2 separate regions of the Mus musculus genome follow, and region 1 is linked to region 2. A link is a contact called in public HiChIP or PLAC-seq data. All regions are on one chromosome and are shown on one strand. Each heading gives the region's core, a stretch centred on a gene start, on an enhancer-like site or on the middle of the called end of the contact. The rest is flanking DNA. Distances are from core to core; before and after follow the strand shown.

Region 1 (5,833 bases), core at 854-3,353, 79 kb before region 2:
TCTCATTTGCCAAGCTGGCTGATGCAACCCAGCTGCTCTTGGTTTCTGACTGAATTGTTCTTTCTAGCCTCATACCAACTTTGCTAATGTGTTCTAATCTTCTAGCTCCTTCTCATTCCCTGGCTTGTTCTGTCTTCATCTGTGTCTAGCTTATTTTCTCTGTAACCTGTGTCTGTAAAGCTGTCCTGGTAAAACTGTCCCCACCACCCACCACAGCACATACCCTTTTTGTTCTCTCGATACTCTTTTTTTTTTTATTTTAAAGATTTATTTATTATTATATGTAAGTACACTGTAGCTGTCTTCAGATTCCAGAAGATCTCGTTACAGATGGCTGTGAGCCACCATGTGGTTGCTGGGATTTGAACTCAGGACCTTTGGAAGAGCAGTCTGGCTCGTAACCACTGAGCCACCTCTCCAGCGCCCCCTCTCGATACTCTTAAGTAGCCTCCCTTCCCCTGCTGTTCTTGTGAGTTGGGCATATCTTGTCTCTGACTCAGTCTGTCAAATCTTTCTCTGATTTGTCACTTTGTCTGCCCCTCAATTAGATGTCACTTTCAAACGTGGCTGCTTCCTTCTAGAAAGTAACCTTACCTTTATTTTTAGGGATTAAAGGCCTGTGTGCGCTAAGGGCGTGCCTGTATTCCAGTCAGATTATACTATAATCCAGGATGTGTCACATTCTGGCTGGATCATATCTTTGGATGGGATCCCTTGAAGGAACACCCACATAGCTGGATTAAATTTCCTCTACAGTCACTGAATGATGTCCTAGCCATCCTGGTTTACGGTAAATACTTTCAGTGATGTTTACAGAGGGGCAAAATTGCCTGCCACCAGGTTTCTCTGACTCTACACCCCGCTGTAGAGCAATATTAAGCAATGTGTGTCTGTGTTCCTTGTATCCAGGTGTTTAACCATTATTCCAGGTCTCTTTCCTTACTTGCTTCTAATACTTTAGTCCTAATCCACTCAGGACCCTCTGAATTGGTCCGGATTTCATTAGCTAGAAGGGGTACTGCCTACCTTCCTGGTCAGTGGTTTATGTAAGAAGCAAAAGGGGAAAGAATTATATAATCTAAGGTTAATTTAAGTGGAATAAGAGAAATATGCATATGAGTGCTTAGTTAAGCACCTCTGAAATAATATAATCTATATAGCTTAGATTTAAAAGTCATACCAACATGAATAAGACAATAAAAACAGAGACTGGTTAGAATCTGTGGGGTCAGCAGATTTACTTAGGGGTAGATATTTGAGTGACAGATATCACTGTCAGACAGGACAAACACATACCACCAGAGCAGAAAACTAAGCAAAATACGCTAAAATAAATAAATTTATTTATTTTAGAATTAGAATCCATATGCTCGCCTTAGACAGACGTGGTTCAAAACTAGGTTGTGGTGAGTAAAGCTGAAAACATAAAAGACTAGACCAGTCTCCAGTGTGCTATGAAGAGAATTCAGGGAACAAGGCATGTCCCAGAAGCTACCTGGGCGCAGGTACAGACTGGGTTTGTGCCTTCGGGTTGAAGGGCTACACTTGGTGGTTACAGCCTCAGTGGGGTGTGGGACTCTCCAGTGCGATGCCTCCAGGCCATTCCCCTGACCTCACTCCTCTGCCTGCTTGTTTCTGTTAGTCTATTTAACATAAAAATATTAGCTCTTGGAGGATTGTATTGACCTGGCTTTATGTGAGGAAACTTCAGAGCTCAGGTCTATACCATGTGGTCGGGAAGCATCCGGTGAGGGCTGGTTGAGGAACTGGAGGCTGCTGTCCTAGGCGCCTGTCTTGTATGTGCCAAAGCAGAGCAGGCGCCTGAAGCGGTACTTAGCCCACTGATTTTTCCTCCTAGCCAGAGAACATTGCTCAGAGAGTACTGGTTCCTGAGCAATGGTAGCCTTCTATTAGTTCCAACGTCACAGAAACAAAACGATCCTAAAAGGCAGAGGAAGAGAGAATCTTGCATCTAGCAAGTGCAGATCTACAATAACAAACTTTATCTATGAAAGCCTAGAGAGTAAGTCTCTCAGGTCTTGTAAGCTGTGTGTCTCTATTATCAATACCCAACCTAAGCTATGGGCCAGGGCAGCCACAGATGACTCATGAGTGATGACTGTATGAGACATATCCCGGTGTGACTTTGTTTACAGAAACACAACAGGCTTGCCCTAGGAACCAAAGTTTTCTAATAGTTAAAATATAATAGAGAAAAGAATATTGCTGAGGTCAGGGAACAGACCTAACCTCGCAATGGACGCCGGAGGCTTTGAAGCAATATAGCATTATATTTCCTTGTATTTTATTATTTTATGTAACCCTTGCGAGAGTGGTTTTTTTTTTCTTTTTTTTTTTTGTCTGTAGCAGGATACCAGTTCGATATCAGTTACCTCATATTAAACTTCAGAGACTATGATAAGTGATCGTAAAGTCTCTCAAAATTAAAATCAAAACAAGACAAAACAAAACAGACCCCTGCGATCCTGTGGCAGTGTGAGCAAGGCCAGACGGTATATTCTTTAAAGATAACATCTGTTGTCTCATCTCATTCCCTCTCTGCCCCCAGTGCCCATGTGAAGTTCTGTTATTGTCAACCAAGCCGGTCAGGGTCCATCTCACAATGGAACCCTTTGTCTACCAGGCGGGAGTTAGGCTTCCACCCTCCCCGTCCTGCTGTTTATGTGGATAGAATCCACCACGCTATCATTTTTCAGTCATAAAGTTTATTGAACCCGATCTGGTTCTGCGTCCTGTGTTAAAAATATCTATGCTGGGAGTGGAGGTATGAACTGTGATACCAGCAAGTGGGAGGTGACTTGGGGCATAGGAGTCCACAGCAAACTCAAGACTAGCCTGGGCTACATGAGACCCAATCTCAAGAAAAGAGCAAAGAAGAAAAAGGAGAGGGGAAGGGAAGAAAGGGTTCATTATAAAGGGAAGTTAATCTCAGACGAAGGTGATTTGGTTCTAAAAATTAGAATCCATATGCTCGCCTTAGACAGTTTATTTTTCTAGATTCTGCATCTATTAAATTAAGCACGTCGTTGTCGATTGATTTAAATTGCTAAGCAATACAGGTGTAGATTATTCATAGTTGCCTGCTCCAATTTCTTCCTGTTCTTTCATGTAGCCCTTTGATGGGTTTTCTGCTTTTCGGAAGTAATTTAAGCTCAGGCTGGTCATACAGTCTCTTACACTGTGTGTGGAGGAAGTACTAGTTAGAACATATTTCCAGCTCCCTTGATGAAGAAACCTGTTAAAAATTCTCATTATTCTTAGTCTTCTCAAATTCCCCATTCTATTTTAAAATCGAGTTAAAAGAAAGTTAACCTTGGGCTGGAGAATGGCTCAGCTGTTACTATCATTTCCTGTATTTGCAGGGGATCTGAGTTTAGCACCCACATCAGGTGTCTCATAGCTGCCTATATCTCCAACCCTAGGGATGTCAGATCCCCTCTTCTGGTCTCTGTTGACAGACAGACAGACAGACAGACAGACAGACACACACACACACACATGCAAATAAAAATAAAAACCTTTAGAAACAAAGTGACTATAAACACACTTTAAAATAGTTCTTTTTGAATATACTTGTCTGTATTGTGTGTGTGTGTGTGTGTGTGTGTGTGTGTATGCACGTACACAGGAATTTTTGCACGTATATACAGAGGCTAGATGTGACTGTCAGGTATCTTTCTAACATCTCAGGGGAACTCAGGGGAACTGGAGTGTACTGCTTGGCCAGCAAGCCCTGGTGACTTTCCTGTCCGCCTTCCCAGTCCTGTGATTACAGGCATCCGACTTATTTTCAGGTGCTGGGGTTTGAACTCGGGTCCTCATGCTCACACAGCAGGCACATGGACTGAGCCATCTCCCTAGCTCCTTTAAAGTCTCACACTTCAGTGTGCTTAGTTAAGACTTACACAGGAGCCACTTCCATACCTATAGTCAGTCCCAGCACTCTGGAAATAGAGACAGGAGGACCACAAGCTCCAGGCCAGTCCAGACAGTATAACAATATGGTGTCTCAGAATACAACAAGAGTTAAAACAAATCACTCAGGGAATCCGACTGAAAAGCGAATTCTGACTTTAGAAGATTGAAAATAGGGCTTTAAAGAGTATTACATTTTTGAAGTTAGTCTCTTTCAAACACAGTGCCTTGTGGTTCATGTTAGTCCAGCATGTTTTGGGCCAGCCCACTCCGTGGCTCTGACTAGTCTCTGTCCTTTCTTTCTTCCTGATCCTGAATCCTGATCCTTTGCTTCTTCGGTGTGAGGTTTTTTTGTTTGCTTTTGTTTCTATTTTGTTCATCAGTTTTTCCCTTTTCCAATGGAATATTTGTCCTTGCCCGGAAGGACTGGCTAGCTGCAGTGCAGGCCTGCATCTCTGCTCCGTGTATGCATGGGGCACACAGGTGAAAGTTCACTAGGGCTACTAATTCTTTCATCGGGGCAATCCACATATATGTTACTTGTTATATAAATATACGTAGGGTAACAGTTCTTTAAAAATATAAATTTTAAAGCCTGGATCCCTACTAATGTGTTCACACCCTGTTCTTCAGGTAGGTGGGATTCAGCTGAGGGCTTCTGGGATCCTGAGAATGAATTTACGTGAATGATGAGCAGAAAGAACAGACTTTGGTTTCATTCAGAAATGACGTCTTAGCCTCCTGCCAAAAGATGTCGAATTGGTATGGTTTGCAAGGGCAAAGAAGAAGGTCTGATTACAGGGTCTGGACTTTTCCTTTCAGAGCAGAGGAAGCTTGCTCTTTTTTTTTTTTTTTTTTTTTTTTTTTTTTTGGCAAAAGATTAAAAAAAGAACTGAAAGGGAAAGCTCGGAACAAGTTCAGCTATTAATAAACAGCCCCGCCAGGAGCACAGCAGCGATTGTACCTCGTGGTACCCATGAGAAGTGTCATTGTCGCTCCATACCTACCCACTCCTGGGAGAACCAAAGTTTGCTTCCCCAGGATCCATACAAGACAAGCGTGTTGGGGAGGAGACTGAGAGGAGAGTCAGGAGGACCCCAGGGCTTGATGGCCAGGTGGTCTAGAAGACACTTGATGTTGACCATTGACTTCCAGCCTACACACAGACACACACACTCACACTGCTTATATTCAAAGTTTTTTTCTTAAAACGTATTTTATTTATTTAATTTATATGAGTACACTGTAGCTGTCTTCAGACACACCAGAAGTGGGCATCGGATCTCATGGTTGTGAGCCACCATGTGGTTGCTGGGAATTGAACTCAGGACCTCTGGAGGAGCAGTTGGTACTCTTAACCACTGAGCCATGCCTCCAGCCCTACATACAGATTTTTAAAATGGGTTTTAGGTTGTTGATTTGTAAGTATAATGTCGTGCTGTGTATAAGCTGTGGCACTTTTGTAAAGGTTATCTTTATTAGAAGCCATATACCTGTGGTCAGAAACCAGGCTGATCGTTGTCATTGGATTCGTTTGTTTTCTCCTGTTCTGATGAAACAAGGCAGCTTGTAGAAGAAAGGGTTTATTTGGGCTTACAGTTCCAGAGGGCTAGGTCCACAGAAAGAAGAGAGAAAGCCCACTGGTACTGACAAACCTCCTCTAAAAAGGCCAACCCACCGACCCAAACAGTGCCACCAAGTGGCAAGCAAGGGTTCAAATGCCCAAAACTGTTTGAGATGTCTCCTTCAAACCATCACAGGAGTGTAAGCAGTTAATTCTGGACATGACCTGAAACTTGTATTGAAAACCCTGGGCAGAAATCAAGGTCATTTTGGCTTGTGGTTTATTTCGTCTCTCACAGGGCTACATTTGAACCAGTCTTCTTTGTTTTTGAAC
Region 2 (6,243 bases), core at 3,740-6,239:
AGGACAATGAGCCCCATCTGGGAATTGGAAATTCTGCTACCTGGGCTGGTTCACAGTGTCAGGCAGACAGATCAGATCCCTTCCGTCCTCCTTTCTCCCAACCCCCTTAGCCTAGGCAGTGCTTGGCCCTGATCTCTTCCTCTTGGGTCTGTTTTCTCTGAAGAGGATGAACATTGGCCTGCGAGTCTTCCTCGTCATCGCGGACAGCCTGCAGCAGAAGGATGGAGACCCTCCCATGCCCACCACAGGAGTCATTCTTCCCTCAGGAAACACTCTTCGTGTGAAGAAGATTTTTCTCAATAAAACCTTGACAGACGAAGAGGCCAAAGTCATAGGTTAGTGGTCACTGGAAGGAATACATTTCATTTGTTCTGTGCAAATCCGTCGTGAAGTCTAAAGTGTATCCATTGCCAAGTGTGGGTGCCCCAGTGCTACAGTGATCTAGTGATCACATTTTGATGTTTCTAGTATTCCTGTCAAGAGTCTTCCTGTTAAATGTGTTTCCTCATAGGTTACTGTTGTGTATGTTCTGGCCTTTAATGTTTCTGTGCAATTTGTACGCAGTAGCCCAAAGCGTGTTACAGTTGGAGCATCTTCTAACGTAATAGCAGCAAGGTTTCTTCCTTGAGAGGCTGATAGGTTGTTACTACAGAAAGCCGTCCTTCATGCAGTTGCTGGCATTATTGTGACGGTGTGCTTCCTCTCTTAGGAATGTCCGTTTACTATCCTCAAGTAAGAAAAGCATTAGACAGCATTCTCCGACATTTGGACAAAGAGGTTGGGAGACCAATGTGTATGACCAGTGTGCAGATGTCCAACAAAGAGCCTGAAGACATGATTACGTACGTAGTAAATACATGCCTCCATGGCGTGCCTCTGCCTCCACGGCTGTTTCCATTTTCACAGAAGGGTACACACAAGGACTTCTTACATGTGGCCATTTGCTATAGTTTTCTTTTTTCTTTCTTTCTTTCCTTTTTTAATTTATTATTATTAGATATTTTCTTCATTTACATTTCAAATGCTATCCCAAAAGTTCACCTATAACCGCCCCCCACCCCACCCCCCACCTCCGTCCCCTGCCCTGCTCCTCAACCCACCCATTCCCGCTTCCAGGCCCTGGCTTTCCCCTGTACTGGGGCATATGATCTTCACAAGACCAAAGGCCTCTCCTCCCATTGATGGCCTGCTATAGTTTTCAATACAGAGATTCCTCCCCCATGCTCAAATTTTTTGTTATTTTATGCAATGCTCCACTAGTGTGGATAATGTAAGTCTCATAATGAACCTGACTTTCATTTGTCACATGAATAATTTCCACTTAACACAGATATGTATTGTACGGTTGACTTCATCAAGTTTAATAAATGACCCTACTTAGAGTCCTGCTTAAAAAAAAAAAAAAAGAAAGAAAGAAAAAGAAAAGAAAAGAAAGCCAAGAGTCCTGTAAATCTGAGAGCCATTGTAGAAACCAGAGAGTGCCTAGGGAGTAGAGCATGGGCAAGTCTTTTAGAGACAGCCCCATCCCATCCCATCCCCTCCCCCTTTCCCCTCCCCCCTCCAGTCCCCCCTCCCCTCCCCGCCATGCTTGCTGTTTTTCACCCAGCATCTTTTCTCTCTATTGTTAGATACTCCCTTTCTGTGACGTGTTATGTTTATGATAGCCATGCCTGTTGTTTGCTGTCGAGAATCAGTATTATCTATAAGGGGGTTTTAGATGTAAATGTAGATTTAGAAATCTGCATTGCAGGTCTTAGAATATCCCGTGGGATATTTTCTTCTCTGGGCTTATGTACTTTATGGCTCTTGCTTACCGCTGTAATATAGTGTTCTGAGAGTTTTCAAATGTGAAGGTTTCTGTGTGTGTGACTTCCTCTGAGGCATTTTCTCCTGCTCATCACAACCACTCTTGCATTAAAGTCAACAACATTTACATCCAGTTCCTCCCATGGTCCTATGGGAGCCTCATGGATACAGTAACTGTCCCCTGATCAGCTTGCTCTCCTTTCACAATTCCATTTGAATTTCCCTTCCTGGGATCTCTAACTGTAGTCTAACAATGAACTTTAAATGGCAAAGAGGGGCATGTAGTGGGCCTAATTTATTCCTTAGAAAGTCGCCGTGGCATGTCTGCATGCTGCATCTGGGCGCAGGTATCTAGCTTGTCTCACTGTGGTCTCACGGCGTGGTGCTAACACCCGGTCATCATATCTGTATCTGTGACAAAGGGGAGTTTGTAGAGCTAGCCATCATCAGAGGTCTCTGAGACACGCTGCTCCAGTTACGCTCACATTTAGAGAAGATGCTGTGACAACCTGAAATTGTAAGAATTTGCTATGGTTTTTGGTTTTTTGCTTTTTTTCTCCCTCCACTTTTATCTCTGTTGGCCCCAGCTTCTCTTCAGTTGTCCATTTTAGTAAATGTCTTATGGACCGGAGAGCCAGCCCTGACATTTGTGCCATTATTGTTAAAGCAGTAGCTGCGGCCTAAATGGGGACCTGTATTTTTTTTTTTATCTGACTTTTGGTCCCTCTAATCCATGCATCTTAAAGCCACACAGAGTAACAACTGTGCCAATATCTCTAACAAAGACTGACCCAAACTCTTTGAACATGTTGTTTCTTGATTGCGCAGGGATTATTATTGGAGTAACTAGAAAATGATGAGGGTGAAACTGAAAAGCGTCTCTTCAAGTACAGACGAAAACGAAAAGCCACGCATTAAGTGGTTTGTAAAACTTGTGAATAACTTCCCAAAACTATCGTAGAGGAGGTGAGAAGATAGCTCTTTGGCAGAGCTCCTCCTGCCTAGCATAAGTAAGGCCGTGGATTTGGGCCTTAGCATCGCCTCCCCGCCCCCCATCGTAGACACATATGTAATAAAATTAAATTGTATTAAACAGCTGTCTCTCAGGAGGGACTAAGTCTTAAAGCATCAGTGCATTGTAATTGTATAAAATCTAAACAGATACAGGTGTGTATCACAAGAACAGTCAATATGCACCCTCATCTATAAGAACATCTGACTGTAAAACTCTTACCATTTCAGATATTTTTAGCATCAACACTATTTTTACTACTTACTTATTGCCATGTGACAAAATACCTGAACCACAACAGCTCGAGGAAGAAAGATTGATTTGAGTCCGTAGCTCCATCCTTGTGTGGAGCGAGGTCATGGCGGCGGGGCCTTGAGGCAGTCAGTCAGTCACGTCGTGCTCACGACACAGAGAGCAATGAATGTTTCGGCTCTGCTAGCTTTCTCTCTTTGATATCGACCAGACCCTGGAATAATGTCTCCTACCTTCACAATGGGACTTCCTACCTCGATCCAGTGTAGGGAACCCCTCAAGGCGTGGCCAGAGGTTTGCACCCTGTGTGATTGATGCTAGGGCCTATGAAGTTAGCAAGCCACATTCACCATCACACAGCTATTCCTGATAGTAACTGGTATTTAGTGGTGTTTGTGAATAACTAAGTTCTTTTTAAATATAAAAGTGGATAGAACTTTTTAAGTATTTAAAATTATAAAGTTATTATACATGTTTCCTAATTAGTGAGGTCAGTTACTAGCCCTCATCTTCCTGAATGGTCTCCGTCCTTTCCGTTGTTTATGGATGGTAGCTAGCTGCTAGGTCTGTGTGTGTATTTGCTTGTGCCCCTCCTTTTTTTAAAGATTTATCTATCTATCTATCTATCTATCTATCTATCTATCTATCTATCTATTTATTTATTATATGTAAGTACACTGTAGCTGTCTTCAGACACACCAGAAAAGGGCATCAGATCTCATTACAGATGGTTGTGAGCCTTCATGTGGTTGCTGGGATTTGAACTCAGGACCTCTGGAAGAGCAGTCAGTTCTCTTAACCACTGAGCCATCTCTCCAGCTTGTGCCCCCTTTTTTTATTGGACCTTAGAACTGTGCTCCCGCCTTCTGTAACATTTTTGTAAAATGGATCTTTCTACCCCACATGATACGCTTCTTATTCTGTTTTCTGTTTGTTGTGATACATTTTTCAGGGGGGAAAGAAAACCCAAAATCGATTTGTTTAGAACCTGCATTGCTGCAATTCCAAGGTTGATTCCCGATGGTATGAGCAGAACGGACCTCATTGAGCTGTTAGCAAGGTGAGTGGCATTATTCCTGACTCTCTGTGGTCACAGCAGGCACAGCTTCGAGCCATCTGATTTGCTCTCTTCGTTCTCATCTTTTATTAACCCCCTCTCAAATTTTTAACTTCTAACTTCCTCCCAAGTCCCCCTCTCAGCCCCATTTCCCAGTTCACTGTCAGTTCACTGGGTTTACGTGACAAACATCCCTTACGTGGTGCTCAGTGAGGTTTCAGCATCCTGAGTAGTGACCACGGCCCAGTTAGCTTTTTCTGCTGCAGGAGAGCCCGGTGCCTCCAAGCGTTTTCTCCTCTTCTTCCTCCATTAGCTCTATAAAGTAGATAAATACCATGGCAACCACACTTAAGTGAAGTCTCCCAGCCTAATTCTAAGCCTGCTGAGGCTCTGCTGTGTGGGTGCCCCTGGGGACCATGCAGTTAGGGGGTCAGCTTCTCCATGGAAGACCAGACAGTAAATATTTCGTGGTTTTGCTGATTGTGCTATAATCCGGAGGTTCTCAACCTTTGGGGGTACCGGGTGTCGAAAAACCCTTTCACAGGGGTGACCTGAGACCATCAGAAAACACAGGTATTTACATTACAATTCATAACTAGCATAATCACACTTTGTGAAGTGGCAGTGGTTGGGGGGTCGCTACCATATGAGGAGCTGTATTAAAGGGTAATAATAGTATTAAGAAGGTTGAGACCCACTGCCTCAGTGTGTGTCATGTCTGCATTCCCACTGTGGCATTACAGAAGCAGCCAGACCATATTGCAGGACTGAACATGACTGGGCATCTGCCTGGAGCCTGCCCAGAGCCACAGTTGGCCAGCCACACCCTAGTGGAAAACCAAACACAGTGACTGGTTTGTTTGCTGGTTGCTGGGCAGTCACCATCTTGTGTAAATAGTGACCAGATTGCTGCAGCACTGTGGCTCGTTCCAGCCCTGGGCGAGAACACCTGGCACTTCCCAGACAGCCTTGCGCCTCCCTCAGGTGCTGGGACCCCGGAGACGGTGGCATTTGTCTCCCGACTATGAGGAGTCGAGGGGCTCGCTTGAAACTACTTTCCATAACTTCTCTCTCTCCCCACTCAGCCTCTTTATTGCTGGTTTGTGGCACTGAGTTGAACCTAAAGGTTTGTGCATGTTAGGCAAGGACTCCTCCATAGCTGCGGATCCTGCTGCATTATGTATAGGCACACGTGTATGCTTCATTTTGAAATAAGGTCTCACTATGCTCTCAAGGTCGACCTTGATTTCCCTCTGTATGCCAGGCAGGCCTGAACCTGGGAATCCTCCTGCCTCAGTCTCTTAAGTACCTGCAGTTTGATGTTTGTGCTAAAAGGCTCAGCTCTCGCTTAATTTTTTTTTAATTAAAAAAGAAACTTTAATTTCTTCTTACCATATGTGCATGTGTATGATGGGTGGGGGACACATGCCATGGCACAAGTGTAAAGTTCAGAGGTCGTCTTTGGATTGGAGTTGGTCCTTTACCTTTACCTTGTGTGGGCTCCCAGCGCTCAAGAGTCAGAGGCAGGAAGAATTGAGAATTGGAGGGGAGACTGTGTTATATACTGAGACCTCCGTCTCCAAAATACAATAGATAAAATATAAACAGTGCAGAATTAGAAAACTGGCATCCTACTAGGAACCTGAAGTGCTAACCCACAGTGTTCGTCCTTACAGCAGTGAGCAGCTACTGTCAAATCCATCCTCACTGGTCCCACCTCAGCCTCCCTTGACCTACATCTTTCCGGAAGATGATCCTGCAAGATAAATTTCTGACATCACCCCTCTCACCTCCCCCAGGAATGAAGCCACACCTGACAGGCTCAAGGCGAGGGATGCTGGGGCTGGAAGGAGCCAGCCTCGGAGCAGTGAATGGCAGTTTAATTGCTACCTCCTTTCCCTCCTCTCCCTGCAGCTGCCATCTTAAATTAATTTACTTCCATGGCCAGAAAGAATCTAGAATATGTTGGTTTGGAATTACAGTGTCTAACTCTTCCTTACTCAAAAGTAAGGGAAGCCAGATAGCAGACAACCACACAAGGCGTGTTGTAAATTTAGAAACCTCTATAAAGGGAAAAATAATCCCTTGAATTTAATTAGCAAGGTCCCATTGTTCT

What was found. HiChIP or PLAC-seq counts read pairs in DNA pulled down with a chosen protein or histone mark.
Region 1: an HNF4G HiChIP or PLAC-seq map of pancreatic cancer cells shows a contact between it and region 2. The contact joins two enhancer-like sites. A contact is called at or near these places in 1 of 484 Hi-C or Micro-C datasets (embryonic stem cells), 3 of 115 datasets of contacts at active chromatin or transcription factors (embryonic stem cells, fetal liver and pancreatic cancer cells) and 3 of 9 other capture datasets (adipose tissue, embryonic stem cells and pancreatic islet).

The regions. Positions count from the first base shown.
Region 1 is chr5:73,179,176-73,185,008 of GRCm38.p6, reverse strand. The region is part of intron 3 of Fryl (FRY like transcription coactivator); the gene reads left to right. Among named protein-coding and RNA genes, the nearest start is that of 1700071G01Rik, 25 kb to the right of the region's middle. Within about 2 kb of position 2,103, at least 62 of the 459 cell types and tissues checked have an H3K27ac peak or open chromatin away from gene starts, as enhancers often do. A contact at or near this core is called in pancreatic cancer cells, where this site is marked.
Region 2 is chr5:73,102,562-73,108,804 of GRCm38.p6, reverse strand. It overlaps Fryl (FRY like transcription coactivator), which reads left to right. Exons shown (of 63, transcript NM_028194.2): 17 at 164-335; 18 at 710-842; 19 at 4,023-4,130. Among named protein-coding and RNA genes, the nearest start is that of 1700071G01Rik, 51 kb to the left of the region's middle. Within about 2 kb of position 4,989, at least 33 of the 459 cell types and tissues checked have an H3K27ac peak or open chromatin away from gene starts, as enhancers often do. A contact at or near this core is called in pancreatic cancer cells, where this site is marked.